Linked DNA regions of Mus musculus: region 1 is linked to region 2. A link is a contact called in public Hi-C data. All regions are on one chromosome and are shown on one strand. The core of a region is the stretch at or near the end of the contact, and the rest is flanking DNA. Distances in the headings are between cores, read along the strand shown. Region 1 overlaps Mef2c (myocyte enhancer factor 2C). Region 2 has its middle 23 kb from the start of Gm33317.

What was found. A called contact is a pair of places that touch in the nucleus more often than the background predicts.
Region 1: a contact with region 2 is called in a Hi-C map of forebrain, with 2.5 times the contacts expected there. The contact joins two enhancer-like sites. A contact is called at or near these places in 3 of 484 Hi-C or Micro-C datasets (embryonic stem cells and forebrain), 1 of 115 datasets of contacts at active chromatin or transcription factors (large pre-B cells) and 3 of 9 other capture datasets (adipose tissue, embryonic stem cells and liver).

Annotation. Positions count from the first base shown.
Region 1 is chr13:83,651,114-83,658,008 of GRCm38.p6, forward strand. It overlaps Mef2c (myocyte enhancer factor 2C), which reads left to right. Exons shown (of 11, transcript NM_001347575.1): 7 at 1,701-1,873; 8 at 3,485-3,508; 9 at 4,394-4,523; 10 at 5,104-5,239. It overlaps Gm52044 (a long non-coding RNA gene), which reads right to left. Exons shown (of 3, transcript XR_003950630.1): 3 at 1-6,895. Among named protein-coding and RNA genes, the nearest start is that of Gm52044, 7.7 kb to the right of the region's middle. Within about 2 kb of position 4,053, at least 40 of the 459 cell types and tissues checked have an H3K27ac peak or open chromatin away from gene starts, as enhancers often do. A contact at or near this core is called in forebrain, where this site is marked.
Region 2 is chr13:83,477,873-83,484,786 of GRCm38.p6, forward strand. No RefSeq gene overlaps it. Among named protein-coding and RNA genes, the nearest start is that of Gm33317, 23 kb to the right of the region's middle. Within about 2 kb of position 3,614, at least 12 of the 459 cell types and tissues checked have an H3K27ac peak or open chromatin away from gene starts, as enhancers often do. A contact at or near this core is called in forebrain, where this site is marked.

The sequences.
Region 1 (6,895 bases), core at 2,803-5,302, 170 kb after region 2:
ACTCCTTGTTTTCTTTCTGAAGCTATTGCCATAGACTCAAGAAAGATCCATACACATAGGCTTTTCCAAGACCACCCTTTCCAGTGTTGCAGATGTCTAACCATTCAGGGACCAGTTTCTATCACTGTTCTGAAACTGGGTAGTCTCTACTTCTAACATATCATCATAAAATTGGAAGTCCCCACTGACCATCTTCTCCAAAGAGCACCTACGAAGAGAACCCTGTTTTCACTGGCTCCTTTGTAAGCAGATCCCTCCCAGTTTTCTTAAAGATGCTGGGTAAAATCCTCCCTCAGCCTGCCTCTTACCCAGTTACCGAAGTCAGCTGCCTAACTTACCTCTTCTTCTCATTTGTTGAAATACACATTAGTTCCTACCTCTTCCTAAACTTGCATTAGGTAATCTCTTCTCCCATAGATATTGAATAACATATAATCTATATTATTCTACAACCGTTTTGCCCTTGGTTTTTTTTTTTTTGTTTGTACATGTTCCATAAGTGTGCATTGCTTAACTGCAAAGAAATCTCAGAGCCCTCCAAGGCTGCCTTTGCCTTCCTGCTGAGAAGCACATGGTCTCCTTCTTCTAAGAGTAATAGATAGTTGTGTTTTATAATGATGGTAATAATGAATATAACAATAAAATTAACCATCTCCTTTAATGGTACTTGGAAGACGACTGGCTAGTTTTCTAGGAAGCATTATTGAATCCAGCAGTGGGTTTCTCCTATTATCCCTCAGGAAACCAACAGATAGCTTCCCAGGTTGGCTCCTACTCCACTTCAAGATGCCTTTCCAACCAACGCCTCAGCTGCTCCTATCAGTGAGGGTAGTGCGTTTTAAAAGTGGAAAACAGAGGCTTTCAAATACCTACTTTGTTAGTAGGAGGCTAAATATCAGATTCTGGAAGAGCCTTAATTCTTAGCGATTAGTGAACTCTCCCTGTGTCTGAATGAGTCAGCACTTGCCTGGAGGCACCATGGTTTCAGTGCCTGAGGACTGCCACTTTTGAAGATTCTCAGGAGCAGGAAGTGTGCAAGGCTTCAGGCCATGTGCTGAACTTGGTGAGGAGAGTAAACTTGAAGTAAGAAAGGCCATGGAGAGAGAGTATTCACTTAGAGTGGAGAAGACTGAAGAGCAAAATGTACGTGCAGTTTTTCCTCCTCCTGCCCGCCCGCCCTAGAAATTACAGCCTTGGTGCCTTGCCCCTTCTTCATCTGAGGACACACAGACACACAGAATCAAACCCAAACCAAAGAACTGGAAGAGTGAGTCACTCCAGCCAGCCTCTGCCAAACTCGTCAATTAAGTGCAGGATCAGTTATGCACTTTTCTTAGATCCTGAACTGGCTGTCTGAATCTCTTCCGGAGGGTGGAGGAGGGGGAGAAAATAATAATAATAATAACAAATGATGATAATAATAATAAATTTTAAAAACATATGATATGCAGATTTCTGATCAAGTTAAAGATTTGCTTTCTTCTTATAAAAATAAAAAGTTTGTAATATCCTTTTGGAGGTATATGAAACAATTAACTGGCAAGCTGCCTTTCCCACAGAAGTTAAATCAGTCAGCCTTCATGTGTTGATTTGTATGACTCACAGCTAGGCGTATCCTTTTATCTTCATATGAGCTGTTCTTTAAAAACATGCACACGCCTCGATTTCTCCCTGAGTTTTGTCATCTCTTGTGTTAACAGGGAATGGATACGGCAACCCCCGGAACTCACCAGGCCTGCTGGTCTCACCTGGTAACCTGAACAAGAATATACAAGCCAAATCTCCTCCCCCTATGAATCTAGGAATGAATAATCGTAAGCCAGATCTCCGCGTTCTTATCCCACCTGGCAGCAAGAACACGATGCCATCAGTGGTAATGCACAGCTCTGTTCTTAATACATGTTGATGATATCTTATCTGTATCTACTAATTGTCTAGATAGGAATTTCTTAGGACATCCCAGACGATTAACACTGACTGAGGATGTTTTAATCGTATTGATGGGGTTGTAGTCACTGATTTTGCATTTTCCTTTCCTATATTAAAAAATTCCAATAAACCCTTCTTCTGGATAGTCTTTCTAGAATAAGAAAAAACATTCCTTCGTAAGACTGTCCGTTTATACTTAGAAAAATAATTCTAACCCTGATCAAATCATATTCCATAGGAATTCCATACTTATGTGGGGTATTTCATGAGAGAATTTTTACATTATTGAGCTACTTATGTTCTCAGAATGCTGACTGACAGTGAAAAATACTTTCACTGATTCCTCAATGAGGTTTCTTACATTAATTGGGAATACTTTCTTACATATCACTTCTTTAATATCTAATATATCATATGCCTTTGCATTGTCTCAGTTAATCTTTGCCTATTGTAGTTTATGAAAATATCTAACTCTCAGAACCCAAGAAATTTTGAGAACCAATGTTACATTTTAAACCAAAATAAGTAGTAGAAGCTTTTAAGTGAAAATATAGACATATGAAATGTAAACTTAAGCATATATAAAATCTCATGCTGTATCATTTTCTTGCTCTGAGACTTGTGCATAAGATGAAAAGAATATTGTGGTATCAAGCCCAAAAACAAAGATAGGTAGTAGGTAGGTACAATGATAGAAGATAGATAGATAGATAGATAGATAGATAGATAGATAGATAGATCAATAGATGACAGAGTGTTCTCCAAATCAGCAAAACTTAACAATGAGAACATATATAGCAAAGACTTAGCAGATAGATTTAAATTACCCCACAAACATTTCCTTCTGTTTTGCTTTGTTTTAGAATTCTCTGTTCTGTGCCATGCCTAGGAGTGAAATAGTCCTGTGAACTGATTGTTTATTATATATTCATTTTGTGCATTTAGCTAAAATCAAATAACATGTGACATTTCCTTTAGAAAAGCCTGAGTCTAAGAAATAAAACCTCCCACAGTGATGCTGTGAGTGTGGGTCAGGCAGGGCACACAGTGTCTCTCATCACATTTATCCCATATCCCTTAAAACTGACACATTCCCATGGATCAGCCCCCCCTTTCTCTCTCTCTTCTCTCTCTTTCTCTCTCTCTCTCTCTCTCTCTCTCTCTCTCTCTCTCTCTCTCTCTCTCTCTCTCGCTCTCTCTCTCTCTCGCTCTCACTCTCGTCATGTATGACTCCCTTTTCCTCTAGCAAGTAGGGTTTAAAGTAGATTCCTATTATCTTTTTATCAAAGTATGGGGCACAACAGTAAACAGAGAGACAATGACCTGTGCTGCAAACAAGATAGACAGTCTTCAGGTTTGAGACAAGGAACACCTCACTAAGAGAAACAAAGAATGTCTTTGTTAAGGAGTTGTCTTTGGCATCCCGTGTGCCAAGCTGTTTAAACTGTTGCGTCTATCAGAAGATGCATCTCCTTTTGCTAGAAAGATTTTCACAGTTATAAATATTTACAGACACTAATTAATAAACTCCTTCCCTCCTTCCCCATGCTCTCAGTCTGAGGATGTGGATCTGCTGTTGGTAAGTGGGAAGGACTCGTCCCTTGAAGGGCATGCTCGGGAAGATAACAGAACTACCTCAGTGAAAGGTGCTAGCTGTGATCAAACAGAAAGATTTTAAAACTTACCTCAATAAATGAGGGTACTGATTATGCTTAAACACCATTAATTTCTAGGATCATTGACAGCCTGTGGAAAGCATAGCTGGTTTTTGTAGGCCTTTTTCCTCTGTCCCCACCTTTTACCTAAAGACCATGTTTTAAATATTAAGACTGAACTTACTCTAAAATAGAAACACAAAAATGCATCTTTAGCTATTAAATAGTAAGACACTTATTCTTTCAAAATTTAAAATACCAGGATTTTGAGCGTAAGCATCCTTTACCTCCTGGCTATTAGGAGTTAAATACTGGCATTAGCTACTTTGCCATCCTTTTGCAAGGAAGTCGAAGCAGAAGAAAGTGGTCATAGCGCCACCTGCTGGCCATAACATAGCCTGAATCATATCTATCAGCTCTGCTGTACATAGAACTGATCACAAAACCCACTATGGTTGATTTTAATTTTTTAATTTGCATTTGAATAAAACTGAAACAATAGCAGTACAGTATACATATTTCATCAGTTCTCAACGTAGTCTGTTTTTACCCATAATAAAGCTATGGTACTTGTTACTAGTTCAGTTGCCTAGGAGATACTGATGTAATGGGTTACTATGGCAACAGCTGGTCTCTTGAAGGATTGTAAATGATAGGGTTGGCAGAGTTCATAGAGACACATGTTAAATGATTAATTTCATGAGCTTTGTACCAACTTATTTCTTTATGTGAAAAACTAATAGTGAGACCTAATATTTTTAACTTTTTAAAATCTGCCACCAATAATGTCTTTTTATTTACTTTAAAAGAATCAAAGGATAAATAACTCCCAGTCGGCTCAGTCATTGGCTACCCCGGTGGTTTCCGTAGCAACTCCTACTTTACCAGGACAAGGAATGGGAGGATATCCATCAGCCATTTCAACAACATATGGTACTGGTGAGTAGCTTTGCTATGTGCAAATATTACAGTAAACACTTTAAAAAGCATATTTTAAAAGTTATTTTCTTTGCCCTGTTGGGAGCTCGTGTGGGGCCTGTGTCCAGAATGCATGGTACAAGCACCTCTGTCTTACTCAGTGATCTACAGTGCTCCTTTTTAAGTGATGGGAAGTTTTATTTACTCAAATCGAATTCAATATTTCAAAGAAACTGAGCTACTGTCTCTTTAATGTAGTAGAACACTCACTTTCTTGAAGATTTTTAATGTAAAACCTATTTCTAGATCATAAAATATATAGATCCTTTACACTTTTAAACAAAGCTAGTATAATGTGCTAACATTTCAGGATCTATTACTGTGGATCTAGTGTGACATCCTTACTCAGATGGATAATATTTTTTTTTTCTTTTTAAATTCAAATTATCCGTGGTGTTTTATTTTCTTCTTTTCCTAAATCAAAAAACTTTGATTCAAAGTATGTTTTAGAGGTTGAAACTGTGTGATTTTGCTTACCATTTGACAGTCTAATTGTCTCTCTCTCTCTCTCTCTCCTTGCCGCTCCTTCGCTCCCATCTAGAGTACTCTCTGAGTAGCGCAGATCTGTCATCTCTGTCTGGCTTCAACACTGCCAGTGCGCTCCACCTCGGCTCTGTAACTGGCTGGCAGCAGCAGCACCTACATAACATGCCGCCATCTGCCCTCAGTCAGTTGGGGTAAGCAATAGTTATGTCTTTATTTCATAATCAGAGACTGTATCTTTTACATGATAGAAGTCTGTCTTCAACAATGCGCTTTCATGTCCATTAAAGGGCATAACATTTGATTGCTGGGAAAGCCACTTTCTGATCACATATTTCAAGTAGCTTAAATATTCCTTCCCGTGTTTGTTGGTGAAGGGCGAGTGCTAACAGTTAGGCACATTCTTTATATATAGCCTTTCCTTAATACTCTAGGGTCTGTTTCCTCCTCCTTCTGTCAGTAGTGGAGGTTTGGGTGAGGTTTCTGAAGTTTTTATGGGAAATTGAAAGTATTTATAGTTTTTTTTTTTTTTTTTTTTTTTTTTTTTTTTTTTTTACATTTTTGAGCTGAGGTTCTCATTTAGTACAAACTACATGATTTCCTCTAATATGAGTCTACTGTACATAGAATCAAGTGTTGAATTTCTATTCGGGCGTTAAATGTGTGTAACATATATAATAGCATAGGTTGTCTAGTTATAGCCATTGTGTTAAAATATATGCACAAATACTAATTAGCACATGCAGTACTAATTACTGAATATTGGGCATAAAAATAACTTTTGTTGTTTTCTGGTCAAAGTATGTATCTTTCTGCCCCCTTGTGGTTGCTTTGAGGTATATCTTTGTCATAGATGACTTCTGTCGTTTATCTATAGAGCGGTTTTCAGAAATGCCCTGAATCTACAATTTGCACCCCTTCATATAAGAGTGATACCAGACACCTCACTTTAATTTGAACTAATAATTCCAGAACTCAGCTAATCCTCAAAAGAAAATGGAATATAACTACTTCAAGATAAATTATCATATTTTACCAACATCCTACGTGCTCTCCCCACTTTCAGTTTTCTACTAAGCCACTTTAGTTACCAATTAACTAACTAGTCTTGTATCTGTATGCCTAGGGAGGTAGTGATGCAAACAAGCATCACTAATCATTACTACAACTCGCTGTTCTTGCCCCTTTGTCTCCCCTCTCCCACTGAACATCATTTGGTATGGACAGAACATAGACCAGAGTTCTGAGATACCATTCAGCAGTCAGCACTTGCCACGGCCACCCCATTGACTACTCACTGCCATGGAAAACCTAGCCTTCTGTGTGTGCAATGAAGCAAATCCACATGGCATCATGGTTGTGCTTTCTTGAAAGAGTGTTGACATTGAAGATGTATCAAGGCTTTTAACATATTTTACATTTTACATTTTATACAATGAGTTTCTCTTTTTAAGACATTTAAACTTTCCCTCCAGTGCTAATTATGTAAGTAGATTCTGGCTGCAATAACTTTTTATTTTCTGGAAATTGCCACCAAGTTCGTAATACTATCCACAGGAGTTTACATACGTAGTCACAATATTATACTGACCTACTTCTTGTCAGTAAGAAAAGGAATTGTTCATTTCTCATTTTTCACAAAATTCATCTGTCATAGCACTAAATTCCATCCCCCTGAAAGACATTATCCATATCAAAAAGCCCTATAATCACACCATCCAGGTGGCTCAAGGGCTAACGCTGCTTGTCACCAAACCTCACTTAATAACTATGACAACCTACCTGACTTGGATTGCTGGGATCCACATGGTGGAAGGAGAGGATCGGTTACTATAGGTGTTCATGTACTT
Region 2 (6,914 bases), core at 2,364-4,863:
GTTAGTGGTCCCACATGAGAACCAAGCTGGACCTCTGTTACACATGTGTAAGGGGGTCTAGTTTCATCCCATGGATGCCCTCTGGTTGGAAGTTCAGTCTCAGCCTCTATGGGTTATCAGATTAGCTGACTCTGTAGATTTTGTTGTGTTGTCCTTGACCTCACTGGATTCTTCAATATTTTCCCCCTCTTCCACAAGGTTTCCCAAGCTTAGCCTAACGTTTGGCTGTTGGTCTGCATGTTTCCATCAGTTGCTGGGTGAGCCTCACAAATGACAATTATATTAGGCTCATGTCTGAAAGTATAGAAGAATATCATTTAGGGTGTCACGGATGGGTTCTCTCTCCTGGCCTCAAGATGGGTCTCAAGGTGGGCCAGTCATTTGTCAGATATGCACTCAGTTTCTGCTCCCTCTTTAGCACTGCACATGTTGTAGACATAAAAAAAAATGTGGGTTAAAGGTTTTTATGACTGAGTTGGTAGCTCCATTCCTCCAATGGAAGTCCTGCCTGGTTATTCTAGGTGGCCTTTTCAGGTTCCATAGCCCCTACTGCTAGGAATCTTAGCTAAATTCACCCTCATAGATTTCTGGGACTTTCCACTGTCCTAGGTTTCTAGCTTGTTCCCCAGACACCGATTCTACTTCTCTCTCCCTCAGTCCTCCCAACCCTTGATCCCTCCAGATTCCCTACTCACCTAACTTCCATTCAGTTCCCCCTCAATCTCCCCCCTTGTGTATTTTATTCCCCGGCTACGTGAGATTCAAGCATCCTCCCTGAGGTCCCCCTTGTTAATTAGGTTCTTTGAGTCTGTGGGCTGTAGCTGAACGTTATGGCTTTTTTCCACTTATAAGTGTGTACATACCATCTTTGTCTTTCTGGGTCTGAGTTACCTCATTCAAGTTGATATTTTCTAGTTTCATTCATTTGCCTACAAGGACTATGATGTCTTTGTTTTTAATTGCTGAGAAGTATTCCTTTGTATAAATTTTCTTTATAAATTCTTCTATTGTTTCCAGTTTCTGGCTATTGTGGGAGAAAAAAAAAAAGCTGCTGGGAACATAGTGGAACATGTATATATGAGATGGTGGAGCATCTTTAAGGTAGATGCCCAGGGCAGGTATAGCTAGATCTTGAGATAGAATTATTCTCAGTTTTCTAAGAAACTTCTAATTTATTTCCAAAGATATTGCCCAAGTTTGCACTCCCACTAGAAATGGAGGAGTGTTCCCTCGCCAGCATGTGCTTTCACTTGAGTTTTTTTTATCTTAGCCATTCTGACAAGAGTAAGAATGAATCTCAGAGTCATTTTGACTTGCAGAGAAATCTTATTTTTTAAACTGTTTGCAAGATAACATTTCTGATGTTCACAAAACTCCATGAGGGACACCTTATCCATCCTCAGTTATAAAGAGTAATTGTGGGAGCAATTAAATTCAAAATATTTATTGAGGAATTTGGTTATTAAAACATACACTGAGACACATTTCTTTTAAAATTAAATATATGAGTAATAGTTGATTTTCTCACTCTCTGCTTTTGTGTATCACTATTGACATATGTATTTAGTGGCATATACTATCAACAAATGAATTGACACAAAGGAGATACTGATGGAGGAAATGTCAGGGTTTTGGCAGATTTTGTGCTTCTGGAATTGAAAACAATACCAACAAAAAGATTGGAGCCTAGAACAGCACAAATATTGTAAATTAAGTATTACCACCCAAATTCAAATATATTTCCATTGCAACAGTCTTGTCAATATGGTCCTGATAATACTTTACAAAATTAAAATCTGAGGAACTTTCGTGAAATAAAAGTTAGTAAGAAAATGAGAGTTTATGCATGTTTTCAGGCCTGAATACTCTCCTTTACTGGTATAGAGTTTGGTTTTTAAATTTACTTTGAGTCTTTGTTATTAGATGCTATGTATTTTTTAAAGCAGTAGCTGTAGTCAGAAGATCTGAACACTATATGTGAAATCTCTTCCTTCTCTTCTGCTAACTACATAAAAATAAAGATGATAGCTCTTGCAGCCTTGTGGTGTGGTTGACATTGAAAAAGACAGGTGTTACAGGTTATCACAATTATATTGACTCTCATTTTATTTCCATTAGTTACTTTTGTTAACTTACCAATTATGCATTGTTACCTTGACCCATTTTTGAGATGTCTCAATGGATCTGAAAGGCAGTAATTTGGGACCTAAAATTCGAGCTTTCAATTGCTATATTTTTAGAAAACCTTAAAGGTGCACAGGAAATTATGAATCTGGATGAGACAACACAGAGCTGTTCTGTAAAAGCATACAATAATTCCATTCACAATCCCTTTCCTTCTGATGTTTCTGAAAGCTAATGTCTTTAAATAATTGCTTGCTCACAGCCATTGGATTAATTTTTTATGAGTGAGTTTTCAAACTGTCCCTCTGCTAGACATAAGAATGAAAATATTTAAAATCAGGTATGCTGACTTGACAATATAAATGTGCACTTTTCTTATAATTCCCAGTGCAAAGGTTTTAGACATTGTACATGGTATTCCGATTCCTACAAGAAATATTTGAAATTCAGGAATCATGAACTATGCCTGAGTTCTTGGAAACTATGTGTCTGCTTTGGAGGCTGTTGGCTCCTGTGAATGGAAAAAAGTGCCACTGAGAATTTCAACCAACACGAAGCAACTGTTCCCAAGAATGTGGCTTAAGATTTTCAAAGAGAAGCCAGACAGTTAATGCATGCAGCTGTACTAGATGGTGACCGTGAGTGAGAATAGATGAATCAAGCAACACATGCTGTACCATGGGGCAGGTTCAACTTCTCCAGAATAACTAGAGTTCTTTATTTTTATCTGAACTGTGCTCATATTTCAAAAGAAACAAAGTCAAATACAGACAGAGAGTAGATTCTCTAAATCAGCACTGGTAAATAAAATGGTAGACAAGCTACTGTCCAAAAATCAAAGAAATTACAGATTCTCAAAGTTACCCTGACAACAAGAGATACCTAAATCTTGCATGTTCTTTTGAGGATGGCACATATGACAATTTTAAATCACACTAAAATTCAACTACAAAATTCTTCCAGAATAAATTAGCTTCCAAAAATCAAACAGTTTCAGAGAGCCTATAAAAAAAAAAGATAAGTGTGAAATGTAGGCCTTCTGTGGAATCACCAAGATCTCATAGCTCTTTATTCTTTCTCTAAAAAGTTTCTCTTGTAAAATATAATTTAGAGAATGCACAGAAAATAAATTTAGGATGGGCCAAACAGTTATGAGGCCCGAAGCTCCAATGACAACTTCAAGAATAAACACTTAATCAGCTTCAACCTATCTTCTTTTGGTGAGCAGACCTCATCATTTTTGTAAGGCGATGAATTTTGACTAATGTCATTGTGAATTGCTTATACAAATTAAATGTGCTACTTCTATAGGATACTTTGGGTCAGCAGCAGATGTTGGTGAATTCCTACAGAAATGCATGCCCAAAGAACGTTGGGTTTCTTTTTTTTTTTTTTAAATGGCAGAAATCTGCTAGCTATTCCTGCCTTATCTACAACAGCTGAGCAATCTCTCAGTGCCTCGCGGAGACGGGAAACTTGGCTCAGATAGAGCGTGGACAAGCTTGCCTTAATCACATTGCTCTTTTACATGTGCAGAAGGACATCAACATTGACAGTGCAGAGGAAAGCAGCCATTTGCTGAAAACAACTGTCAACGTTGTCAAGATTTTGGAACCTCTTATAATGTGATTTGTATGACAAATCTTGTGGTATTTTGTTTGTCAGCAACAGTCGTGAATTTCCATGTATCTGGGAAGGAAGGGAAACTGTGCCGAAGTGGAGCGGTTTCTTTACACAGGCTGCACCGAAGGAAAACAGTTATTAATTTCAAACTGACACATTTCTACTAGAACTAGAATTTTTTTCAAGTAAAAATCCATTTCATACACCATACAAATGTGTGCCCCCCACATTTTGGCTCAAATCTTGAAAAATTACACTCATCTTTCAAGTTTCCTTTGTTGCTTTTTAAATTTCAAAGCTGTTACTATAGAAATATTAATATTTCCTGAGTCAAAACTGTAGTACTAATGAGAGGTGTTCTCAGTGAAATAATAGGTTCATTTGTTTCCCCAAGAATGGAGTTGTATTTCCATAGAGCTCATAGAAGTGGCTTTAATAAATTATCCCTAAGTTACTGCACATGAGTGCTGTTGAGCAATGTTCCTTTCAAGTGAGAAGCACAGATACTCTCAGGCGTGTCTTTTTCATTGTGTCCTGGTTCCTACTTTAAGATACTTCTCTTATACAACTATTCCTTAATATGGTTTCTTCCTATGTCCTCAGCCAAAGGTCTCAACTCATGAGTGGAGTCCTTTTGAATATGTTTATATCACAGCCCACAAATATTCCTTCTGTGCAAATGACAAAATGCCCTTGAATACTTGACACCAAATAGGAATCCAGCCAAAAACGTCTCAGGTTCACTTCTACCACATTTGTGGCTCCTAGAGCAGACTTGCCAATGTCTAATGAAAAGACTCTGTCTTAGAGTTCTCTATCCATGAGGATCTAGTTCGAGAACGCTCTGCTCTGAATCTCAAACCTCGGCTCCACATAACATCTAGAATACCTTCATAAATTCTACTGTTAATGTTTGGTATGGATTGATGCTTTATTAATGGAATTGAACATGATCAATAAAATGGAGAGGCACCCTTACCATGGATGTTCAAATACTTTGCTTCAAACTTTTAGCACACAGATCTTCCTTTGAAGATCTTTTTATTTACTTGTTTTCTGAAAAAGAAGAGATGGCATACTCCATGTAGCTATATAAATCAAATGCAACCTCTAAATGCAAAATGCAAAAGTCATTTTAATTCTCCTGGTAACCATGTTGAAAAGTAAATGGAAGCAGATGAAATTAATTTCAGCAAAGTATCTTATTTAACCCAACGTATCCATAATGTAATTAGTTTTAAAATGTAGTAATGGCATAGTTTACATTCCTTTTATTTGCATTATATCTTTGAGATCTGCTGTGGTTTTCACACTTGCAGCACACTGCAAATAGGACTAGGAACATTTCCAGCACTTAATAGCCTGATGTGGCTAGTTGCTGCTGACCTGAACGATAGAGTCCCAGGGATCAGAACTCCAGAGCCACTTTGTCTACTTTTGAGACTCATTTTTCCCTAAGACAAGTATTGAAATAATTCCTGTCCCATTTGAACTGCAGCTTGTTTCACGTGGAAAATTCATGAAGAAGTTGTTTGAAGCTTAGGATGTTCTCTGACGTTTCATTCTTCTTTTTGTTCCTAATTCCTCTTTCATTCTTCAAAATTCTTTGCATTTTTTTCAAAAGATTAAAATTGTCAAAACTTGTGAAAACTCTGTATAAGAAAATATGATGTAGTTTATGGCGAGAAGAAAAAAAAAAAAACTATTGTCAAATGCTTGCAGTCTTTTCTTCCTCTGCCTGACAGTTGACCTGGATAAACCCTAGGCAAGGTATCAGCAGCCTGCCTTTTCTCAGATTATTTCTTAAGGACACTTGTCTTCTGTAGCTTTGGTCTCCCATCCTCTAGCTATCCTAGAGTAGTTTAAGATTAGTGTATAGTTATGTTTAATGGATACATATAAATAAGAAAGAAAGATCTCTGTACCGTGGTTTAAATAGCTGGCTTATTATTTTTTTTAAAAAAAAAAGCTGACAAAACATGTCTATACCTTTCAGTAGGTATATTTTCAGTACACTGTAAATGTGCTAGTGGGGAGAACACACATGAATCTCGGCTACACATAATCTTATAAACACATGCCTAAGCCTCTTTTTCTCCCTGTGCTTTTCAAAAAAAAAAATCTCTTGCTAATACTTTCAGCTAATTACTTGCTAATAGGTAGGAAATTCTAATTCTACAAGCATGATTATTCAAAGTCCTCATTGCTATCCAGTGATTCTGACTCCTTTCTCCTTTCTGTCTATTCTTCCCTGCCCCCTTTCCTTTCTATTTCCCCCCTTTCTCTTTTTTCCCTCCACCTCTTCACCCAGTGAGCTTTCAGGCTAAGCTGATCTGTACCCAGCCTTCCTTCCTCTGGCCTTTCTTTCATATTCTCCTTGTAGTCACTGTGTGGCTGGTTTTCCGGTGATTGTGGCAAAATCACCGTGGACTTTTTGTTTACCCACAGTTCTTCTATGTGAGTGTCTCCTCCTGACACTTACATAACTTATACATGATCCTTACATAATTTAAAAGAAAAGTTAGGACATATGCAAAAATATATTGCCATAAAGTATCTTGTAAATTAATGTAGCAGAATCTACATTTACCACTGGCTACCCAACTCACTTACTATCTTGGCAAAAGAGCAATCTATTTGAAAGGATTGCTAAATGTCATGGTGTTTTTAAAATGCTTTTGAATACATTCTTAATCACCATTTCCAGTGGTGTGTCTACATCCCAGCTGCAGCCTTGCTGATTAGAACATCAATACCAATTGATTTTGGAGCACGCACTTGCGATGTCTATTGTATCTCATTGTACACTGTACACTATTGGTATTAGGCTGAAGCTAAGAGGGAAAAAATTGTGTGTACAGAACACAGGGGTCCCTGAGTGTTTCCTAATTCCCAGGAGAAGTTAGGAATCAGGTACTCAGCGTCAGACTAAACAGTTTCTTACAGTTAATGTGCTTGGTGGCCACAGTCTCAAATAATTCTCACGTCCAGAGCCAGGGTTATTCAGCTGTATAATAAGCCCTAAAGTCTCTCCTTCAAAAAGGATGCAGGATTCATGGCTTTAATTTTGCCACTGATAATGTGAAAAGTATAGCTTGTATATGACTGAGCAAGTGTTCACTCCCTGTTCCTACTCTAATGAAATTCTAATTGTTTCAAAAGTTTAG